Linked DNA regions of Sus scrofa: regions 1 and 3 are each linked to region 2. The links are chromatin contacts, called in public Hi-C maps. All regions are on one chromosome and are shown on one strand. The core of a region is the stretch at or near the end of the contact, and the rest is flanking DNA. Distances in the headings are between cores, read along the strand shown. Region 1 overlaps MYO5B (unconventional myosin-Vb). Region 2 has its middle 49 kb from the start of ACAA2. Region 3 has its middle 11 kb from the start of LIPG.

Evidence for each region. Hi-C and Micro-C count contacts between places; a contact is called where the count stands out from the background.
Region 1: a Hi-C map of liver shows a contact between it and region 2, with 1.9 times the contacts expected there. The contact joins two enhancer-like sites. A contact is called at or near these places in 1 of 5 promoter capture datasets (liver) and 3 of 47 Hi-C or Micro-C datasets (embryonic fibroblasts, epiblast stem cells and liver).
Region 3: a Hi-C map of omental adipose tissue shows a contact between it and region 2, with 1.8 times the contacts expected there. The contact joins two enhancer-like sites. A contact is called at or near these places in 15 of 47 Hi-C or Micro-C datasets (adipose tissue, alveolar macrophages, brain and 10 more).

Annotation. Positions count from the first base shown.
Region 1 is chr1:99,429,746-99,432,445 of Sscrofa11.1, forward strand. MYO5B (unconventional myosin-Vb) reads right to left here. Exons shown (of 39, transcript XM_021093027.1): 33 at 622-773; 34 at 1-82. Among named protein-coding and RNA genes, the nearest start is that of ACAA2, 120 kb to the left of the region's middle. Within about 2 kb of position 1,361, at least 16 of the 83 cell types and tissues checked have an H3K27ac peak or open chromatin away from gene starts, as enhancers often do. A contact at or near this core is called in liver, where this site is marked.
Region 2 is chr1:99,260,890-99,263,589 of Sscrofa11.1, forward strand. No RefSeq gene overlaps it. Among named protein-coding and RNA genes, the nearest start is that of ACAA2, 49 kb to the right of the region's middle. Within about 2 kb of position 1,417, at least 17 of the 83 cell types and tissues checked have an H3K27ac peak or open chromatin away from gene starts, as enhancers often do. A contact at or near this core is called in liver and omental adipose tissue, where this site is marked.
Region 3 is chr1:99,069,425-99,072,124 of Sscrofa11.1, forward strand. No RefSeq gene overlaps it. Among named protein-coding and RNA genes, the nearest start is that of LIPG, 11 kb to the right of the region's middle. Within about 2 kb of position 1,252, at least 1 of the 83 cell types and tissues checked has an H3K27ac peak or open chromatin away from gene starts, as enhancers often do. A contact at or near this core is called in omental adipose tissue, where this site is marked.

The DNA.
Region 1 (2,700 bases), core at 111-2,610, 170 kb after region 2:
CGCTGTACTGCTTCAAGCAATGCAGGAGGCGGCAGGTATTGGATAACCAGAATGACGTCATCTCAAAGTCATCATTGTGCTTCTGTGAAAAGAAAAAGCCATTCCTGGTCATAAGTCAGTGGTTCCCATCTGGCCAAATGCTTACCTGTTTCATTCTCTCACCTGGCAGGCCCTGGCTAGTCACAGTCAGGAGATGAGAGCTACCGCCACAAGAGCTACTGCTCATCCACTACTGGGTATGACACACAACCCTGTTCTGGTACCCTGATTGGTGGCACACACATGCATGTACATGCGCGCGCACACACACACACACACACACACACACACACGGCAGAAAAACTGTTTCTGTGGCTATGACTATGAAGCCAGGCGATACAAATGAGCTTGACTCCAGCTGCTCTGTTCTCATCTATCAATGACCCAACACCAGGGGTGTTGGGAAGATGCTGGTGAAACGTTCTGGCATTGCATTTACCTAGAGGTCAGCTGTCATTTATTTCCCTCTAGGGCTGGAGAGTCTGGAGAACTTCTTCCCGCAAAACCCAGGCTGAGAGAAGCAACGGTGAGCTGCTGGCTTCACTCAGTTCCCCACCAACCACCGTCGGCCTGGACACTGACCTTGAGGACTTTCTTGATGCCGTTGATGGTGGAGGTCAGCAGGGAGTGCACCTTGAGGTCATCGTTCACGTAGTCCGCGTGCCTGATACACATGTAGAGGATGTAGGCTGGGAGGCAGGGCACTGTGCCCGCCAGGGCCTGGGGCTTCAGCTCTAACAGCAACAGACCACAAGAATTAGAGTCAATGCCCAGAGCTGGAAGAGCCCTGGCCCAAAATACACACTTTCAATATCTTCCTGTAGCTCCTCGCAGGGGGTTGGGAGAGGAAAAGGGCAGAGATTGCCCTGGATACACAGATTCCTGATACCCCTGACTACTAGGAGTTTTAGAAACTAGGTAAAAGCCCCAGACAAAAAGCATGTTCCTAATTGTTTAAAACAGGCTTCTCATGCTTTGTCCTTACAACCTAGAGGAAAGAATCCACAGGTGGCTCCCTGCCAGGTTCACACACAGGCCAGGTTCACCAAGGAGGGGCCTGAGGCCAGAGGGCCACTGAGGATGGGAGCTGCTCCCTGATGGGGCCCGGACTCCCCACCCCCCGCCCCAGTACATCCCTTCCTATCGTGGACACAGCAAGAAGGAGGGCTCACCCCGAAGATACAGGCCACGTGCCAGGGGTTGGGAGAGCTGGAGCAGCCTCTCACCCACTTGGCTGTCAGTTCGGAAACTATGTGGTGGCCCCTTCCCGGACCTGCTCAGAGCCAGCAGATCCAGCAGAGCACTGACTGGCCACAGCCGTGCTCTCCTCCCTAGCGCCACCGCCTGACCTGCGTCTCACCGGCCTCCCACTTGGCTGGAGCTCATGCGGCTCTAGTCAGGGACAGCTGCGGCCCTGTTGCCCCTCACCCCCTCAGCTCTCTTCCAAACCCTCACCACACCCCCTCCCAGGTGCACACTGGCTGGACTGGAAGAACCTGTGAGCTGCCCCATGAACTGCAGACTCCTGCTCAGCCTCCTGGTCCTTCCCTGCCACAGCCCTGGAGGATCAGGGAGAAGCTGTCAGGCTGCTCTCCATTCTAGAGGAAGCCCACAGAAGCAGTAGCCCAGGCTCAGAGCAGGGAGTGCTGGTAGAACCCTGGGGAAGGAGGAGGAAAGGGCCAGGGACAGGAACGATGTACTCGAGGCCCTGGGCCTCAGACCCCAGGCCTGCCCACTTCGGCCCCAGCGCTGGATCCCCAGCCCTCGCCTACTCTCTCATTACCTCTGCCCCTAATCTTCACCCAGCCCAGGCCTTACAAGCCACCTCTAGGCTTGGGGAGGCAATGAGGGAGGCAGGCTGGGGAGGGGAAGGGGCAACAACCTCAGATCTTCCACCAGGGCCACCTAGGGTGAGGGCTGGGCACGTGCTGCCAGCATCTCCAGTGGGCACTTGGCCTCAAAAACACATACAGGCATAATACTCCAGGTACCTGGAGCATCTCACAGGCTCAGCAAATGATTGTGGGTTGGCCCTTGGCTCTAATTAGAATGCCATTAACATTTATCCAGAAAGATGTGTTTTAAGGCCCAGACTTCAATTCTATAGCTTCTTGCTTTGAGCGTGACTCGTGTGCAGATGGTAAACAGCTTGTCCTGCCTTGGAATGCTCAACTGTGATTTGAGTCTCGATTCCCGTAGCAGCTACATGGTAGAGCCTTGAGCGCAGGTACCACCTCTACTTTTCTCCACGGTCCACAGTAACCAGCCAGCACCGGGCCCCTAGGCTGAGGCTCGTGAAGTCCTGGCATCCGTGTGGAGGGGTCTTGAGGAGGGAAGGGGACCAGGCAGCTTAGCAGATAAGCTTTCCTGGGGCCACCTGAGCAATGACCGAGGGAAGGAGTAACCCCTCTGCTGGCACGAGCAGTCTCCACTGTCATTTTCTTTTTTACTCTGATGCTGTGAACTTTGAGTTTCATTCATCAGAGAATAAAAGTGCATCCCTAGCGGTGGTTGAACAAGATCAGCCTGTTTAAGGGAGTTTGAGGTCCACTCTTATCACATTTAGTTGTCAGGCAATTATAGGGAAATTTACCTTTGTAAAAGTAGAAAAAGCTCAGCTATTACAAATACCCCAGACAAAGGGCTGAAGCAAAATCTGTG
Region 2 (2,700 bases), core at 167-2,666:
ATTGCTCTTAGCAGAAACACTGCTATTAGGGAAAAAAAAAAAAAAAAAAAAAAAGAAGTAATCCATCAGGGAGAAAACACACATTTGGGGTAGTAAATCTTCAGATGCTTGTTTCAAAATTCAGTATTGGGAGTTCCTGTTATGGCTCAGTGCTTAACGAACCCGACTAGCATCCATGAGGACACAAGTTTGACCCCTGGCCTCTCTCGGTGGGTTAAGAATCCATCATCGCCTTGAGCTGTGGTGTAGGTTGCAGAGGTGCATCGGATCTGGCATTGCTGTGCTGTGGCATAGGCCAGCGGCTATAGCTCTGATTGGACCCCTAGCCTGGGAACCTCCATATGCTGCAGGTGCGGCCCTAAAAAGACATAAATTCTGTATCATCATAAGTTTATTCTGAGTCTTGTGAAGTGGTCAATAACAGAAAGTCAATTTAAAGAAAGGACAGTGAGCTATGAAGACATTAAAATAGAAAAGACATTTGACTGGTCAGAGACAACTGGATCAATGGAACAGAATAGCAAGTCCAGAAACAAACTCACTTACATATGGGAATTTAATATATGCTGGGTTTCCTAAGAGGTCCTCAGTGTGCATGTATGCCCCGGGGCAGACTGCAGGTACAGCCCAACATCACTACAGCATTCCAGGCCTGGATTAATAAGACACAGGTAGATAAATACTGAGAACACTGCACAAGAATCAGAGGTGGTGGAAGGCTAAGAGCTGGGTGGAACAGTCTCGATGGGTGTCAGGGCGTACCCAGAAGCCAGGGAAGGAGCTAGGAGGCCAGCATTCCAGCTCCATCAGCACCATTATTTACAAGTGAAAATCTGACCCTATGGGTAAAAAATGGGAGCCCCTAAAAAAAGAAAAAAGAAAAAAAGAAAAGAAAAAGACAGGAGTACCAGTTGTGTCTTAGTAGTAAGGAACCCACCTAGTATCCAAGAGGATGCTCAGTAGGTTAAGGATCCAGTAGGTTAAGTAGGTTAAGGATCAGTAGGTTAAGGATCCAGTGTTGCCATGAGCTCTGGTGTAGGTTGCAGACGCGGGTTGGATCCTGCATTGCTGTGGCTGTGGTGTAGGCTGGCAGCTGCAGCTCTGATTCAACCCCTAGCCTGGGAACTTCCATAAGCCCAGCGGGTGCGCCCTAAAAAGAAAAAAAGAAAAAAAAAAAAAGTTGGGAGCCCTTCATAGGTAAAGGGAGGCAGCAGTTCTGACCACCCCTAAGGTTGGCGGGTGATGTTAAGCCTTTGGGGGGACTGACCTGGTTAACTTTCGGGGTTTCTGGTTTCGGCAGCCAGAAGAAGTCAGACAATGAAGCACCTCGGGGGAGGGGGGGGGTGCTGCTGAGGGGAACGAGGGTGGAAGTACAGAGAGGAGCCACTAGGCGGTGTCAGACAGCTGCAGGGCGTGGGGAGGCTGCAGGAGGCCCTGGCTTCAGTCTAGCGCCGCCTCCAGTCCCCGCTGCCTTCCCTGTGACTCAGGTTGCTGGGGGTGAGCGGTGGTCCGAGGCCCGGCGGCTAATCTGTGCTCTGCTCCGCTCCATCTCCTCTCGCGAGCCTCTGGGCCCTCCTCCCTTCTTTCCCCTCCCTGCCCTCGCCAGCCCCTTCTGCACCCGCTTTTCTCCGCATCTCTCTTCCTCCCCCATTTCCAGGAGCTCCAGCAAGGAAACTTAAGACCCAATGTTTTTTTGTCTTTGATCTCTTTTCGCGGAGGGCAGATTTAACCACTTCCCCAGGGGATGGCCTCGGGATATGGGCAACCACTCGCCACTGGGACCCTGGAGCACGGTGGGGCTGGGGACCGCTGCTTCTGAGTGGCTTTTAACCCAGCTCTTCAGGACCCCCCCCCCGCCCCCCACCCCCGGTGACGTGAATGTGACATACCCTGAATGAGCCACCACAAAGAGACATCCACATAAGCTCAGGTTCTGCCGGGCTTTACAGATACAGGGCTGACTTTCTGAGAAGAGCAGGACCCGTCTTGTGCGGAAGTAGACGGACCTAGTTCGAGTTCTTAATGCCATTAAGTCTGGAGTCAGGATGTTTGGGAGAGGGGTGTCCGGTATTGGAACGACTATGGAGGAGAGTCCTGGGAGGTTTTAGGAGTGAGGTCTCTAGATTCCTTTGGAGCTCTATTTCGGCTTATTTTGTTCCGCGATAAAAGGCACTCAGGGAGGTCAGCGGATGAGCTTAGAGAATTTACAAAACAACAAGAGAAAGAGATAAAACGCCACCCGGGTGGGGCTTGACCTCTGCAAAGGCATCCAGTGCCGGACCCCCATGCCTGCAGCCAGCAAGCCAGGGCAACTGCTTTCTGCCATCTCAGCTGTTGATGATCGTGGGCCAACCATTTCCATCTTTGGGTCTCAGAGTTCCATCCAGGTAGGGTGAGGTTAGGCCTTCCTGGCTTCCAGAGATGGGATCTGTGTGCACTGCAAATGGGGGGGGAGGATCTCTACACACCCGTCTTGGCCAATCACAGCCTCTGCATCTGTGTACACTTTTTTTTTTTCCTTTCTTTCTTTGGAATTAACTTAACTCATAGGAATGTTACTGATAAGTATGCCTCTTCTCCCCTTTTTTAAAAATTGTTATTTGAAGATGCTAAGTGCCTGGGGAATGAGGCCTGGATATTCAGGACTTGGAGGGTTGGATTCAGTGTTGGAGAAAAAGCATAGAGTGCCTCCTCCCATCA
Region 3 (2,700 bases), core at 2-2,501, 190 kb before region 2:
TAGCCTGGGAACCTCTACATGCCGCTGGTGCGGCCCTAAAAGATAGAAAATAAATAAAATAAAATAGGTGCATAAAATTTAATTCCTGCCATCAAGAAAGTCTCATCCCAGTCAACAACAAACACAGGAACAATTTTATGGAACAAGTGGCAGAACCCAGTGCTGAGAGGGTCCAGAGGCAGAGCAAGGGCAAGAGGAGATGAGAGGAAGTAGGAGACAGAAGGTCTTTAAAAGGGAAAGAATTTTCATGCTGAACCTTGAGGTATGAAACAAGATTGTTTCATGAAAACGAAGGTGGGGGAGTGAAAGTGCTTTCAAAATCCAGACTTGTGCCAAGGAAGAGGGGGAGAGAGTGGGAGAGACTGAGAGTTTGGGGTTAGTTGATGCAAACTACTGCATTTGGAGTGGATAAGCAATGAGATCCTGCTGTATAGCACGGGGAACTATATCTAGCCACTTATGATGGAATATAATGAAGGATGATATGAGAAAAACAATGCATATATATGTGTAACTGTCACTTTACCGTACAGCAGAAATTGACAGAACATTGTAAATCAGCTATAAGAAAAAATAAAAATAAAAAACACCCCAAATTGGAGTTCCTGTCGTGGCGCAGTGGTTAATGAATCCGACTGGGAACCATGAGGTTGCAGGTTCGATCCCTGTCTTTGCTCAGTGGGTTAAGGATCCGGCGTTGCCGTGAGCTGTGGTGTAGGTTGCAGACACAGCTCGGATCCTGCGTTGCTGTGGCTCTGGCGTAGGCTGGCAGCTACAGCTCCGATTCGACGCCTAGCCTGGGAACCTCCATATGCTGCAGAAGCAGCCCAAGAAATGCCAAAAAGACAAAAAAAACCAAAAAAACAAAAAAAAAAACAAAACACCCCAAATCCAAACCAATCAAATATATCTATGTTAGGGGCTCACAAACTTCGGAGAAACCACTGAGATCTGTGAAGCAGATGGGATTTGATGCTAGGTGTTGGTTGCACGGGGATGGAGTAGCTGAGGTACTAAACCGGGGCTGATGAGGCATCCAGAGAAGCAACAGAAGGAAACGCCTTCTGACCACCCCGAGGTCAGAGGGTCAAAAGGAGTAGGTAGAGTTATCACAGCCAGGGGGCGGGGTCTCCCAAGAGAGACTAGTATCACAGTGTGTCTGACCCATAGCACTTGGAGCTGTGGTGAAGACAGCTTTCCCTGAAGAAGCTTCCAGAGACAGAGGAGGAGGGCCGATGAGCAACCCCCTGGCTTCTTCCTTTCTCCTGTGGCTTCCTGGCCATTGGCTGAAAGAGCAAAGAAGGCATACTGGATGATAAGGAGATTGTAACCACAGAAGCTGGGGGGGAACTGGGAGGCAAGCAGAAGAGGGTGGGGACTTCAGGATAGGGACATCAGAGGGGAGGTCTCCTGGAGACTTGTGACAAAGCGGGGGCTTACCAGCTCCTCTGGGACCTCAGGCTCTGCTAAGTTGGTGCTCGGAATTCTGAGAAGGCCTTCTCTTCACTGAAACTAATATGGGTACTGCTCTTACTGAGACTCTAACCTACCAATAGCAGGGACCATTACTAAGAGCCCTGTAGAGCAGCTTTCCTTGGGTGGGTGGGTCAGCCAGCCATATGGTGGCTGGGTGATTACATCAGGGCCCCTTTCATTAGGAAGGGAATAATGTTTTGTTTTGTTTTTTTTTTTTCCTTTCCAGCTGTCCCAGAGGCATAAGGAAGTTGATGGACCAGGGATCAATTCCCAGCCAGAGCTGCAACCTATGCCACAGCTGTAGTGATGCAGGATACTTAATCCACTGTGCCGGGCAAGGGATCAAACTGGCGCCTCCACAGAGACAATCCAGATCATTAGCCCACTGTGCCAGAGTGGGAATTTCAAATTTTTTCTTTTTTTTCTTTTTTCGGCCTTGCCTGAATCAAGTTCCCAGGCCAGGGATTGAACCTGAGCCACAGCAGTGGTAATGCCGCAACTTTAACTGCTAGGCCACCAAGGACCTCCTGGAAGGGAATAATGTTTTATTCCCACCAGAATAGCTAGCATTCTGAATATGGATTTGCCTTCTCCAGCTTTGACATGTAGCACCATCACCATCTATGAATTTACAGAATGCTTTGTACATCTAATGTATCCATACAACCTTACTTCTGACCAAGGAATTCATTTCAATAACTAATGATGGGTTCAAGCCCATGGAAATCACTGTTTTTACCAAGTGGCCCCTTTTGGCTTGAATGATGGAATAGAAAGATACAGTGCTAATTGGGACTAATAACCTGAAATCCTGAGATTTTGCCTTATAGGATGTGCAATATGCTTTGTATCAGTGACCAAAACATGATGCTACTTTTCCCGAAGATAGACCATAACAGGACCTAGGAATCAAGGGGTAGACTGGGAGTGGCTCCGCAATTATTACAATTCACCCATTTACAGAATTTTTGCCTGCTGTTCTTGCACCTTTAGAATCCATTGGTGTGGTGGTCTTAGTTTCTAACAGAGGGATGGTTCCATTTGAAGACGCCATAATGGTTCCATTGAATAGAAGTCGAGAGTGCCACTTAGTTATGAACTAGTGTTGGAGTGACTGATCCCAATTACTGAGGAAGTTTGGTTGTGCCTCACAGTTGGGGCAAAAAGGACCATGTCTGGAGCCCTGGGCATTCTCTGGGATGTCTCTTAGTAATTTCATGTCCA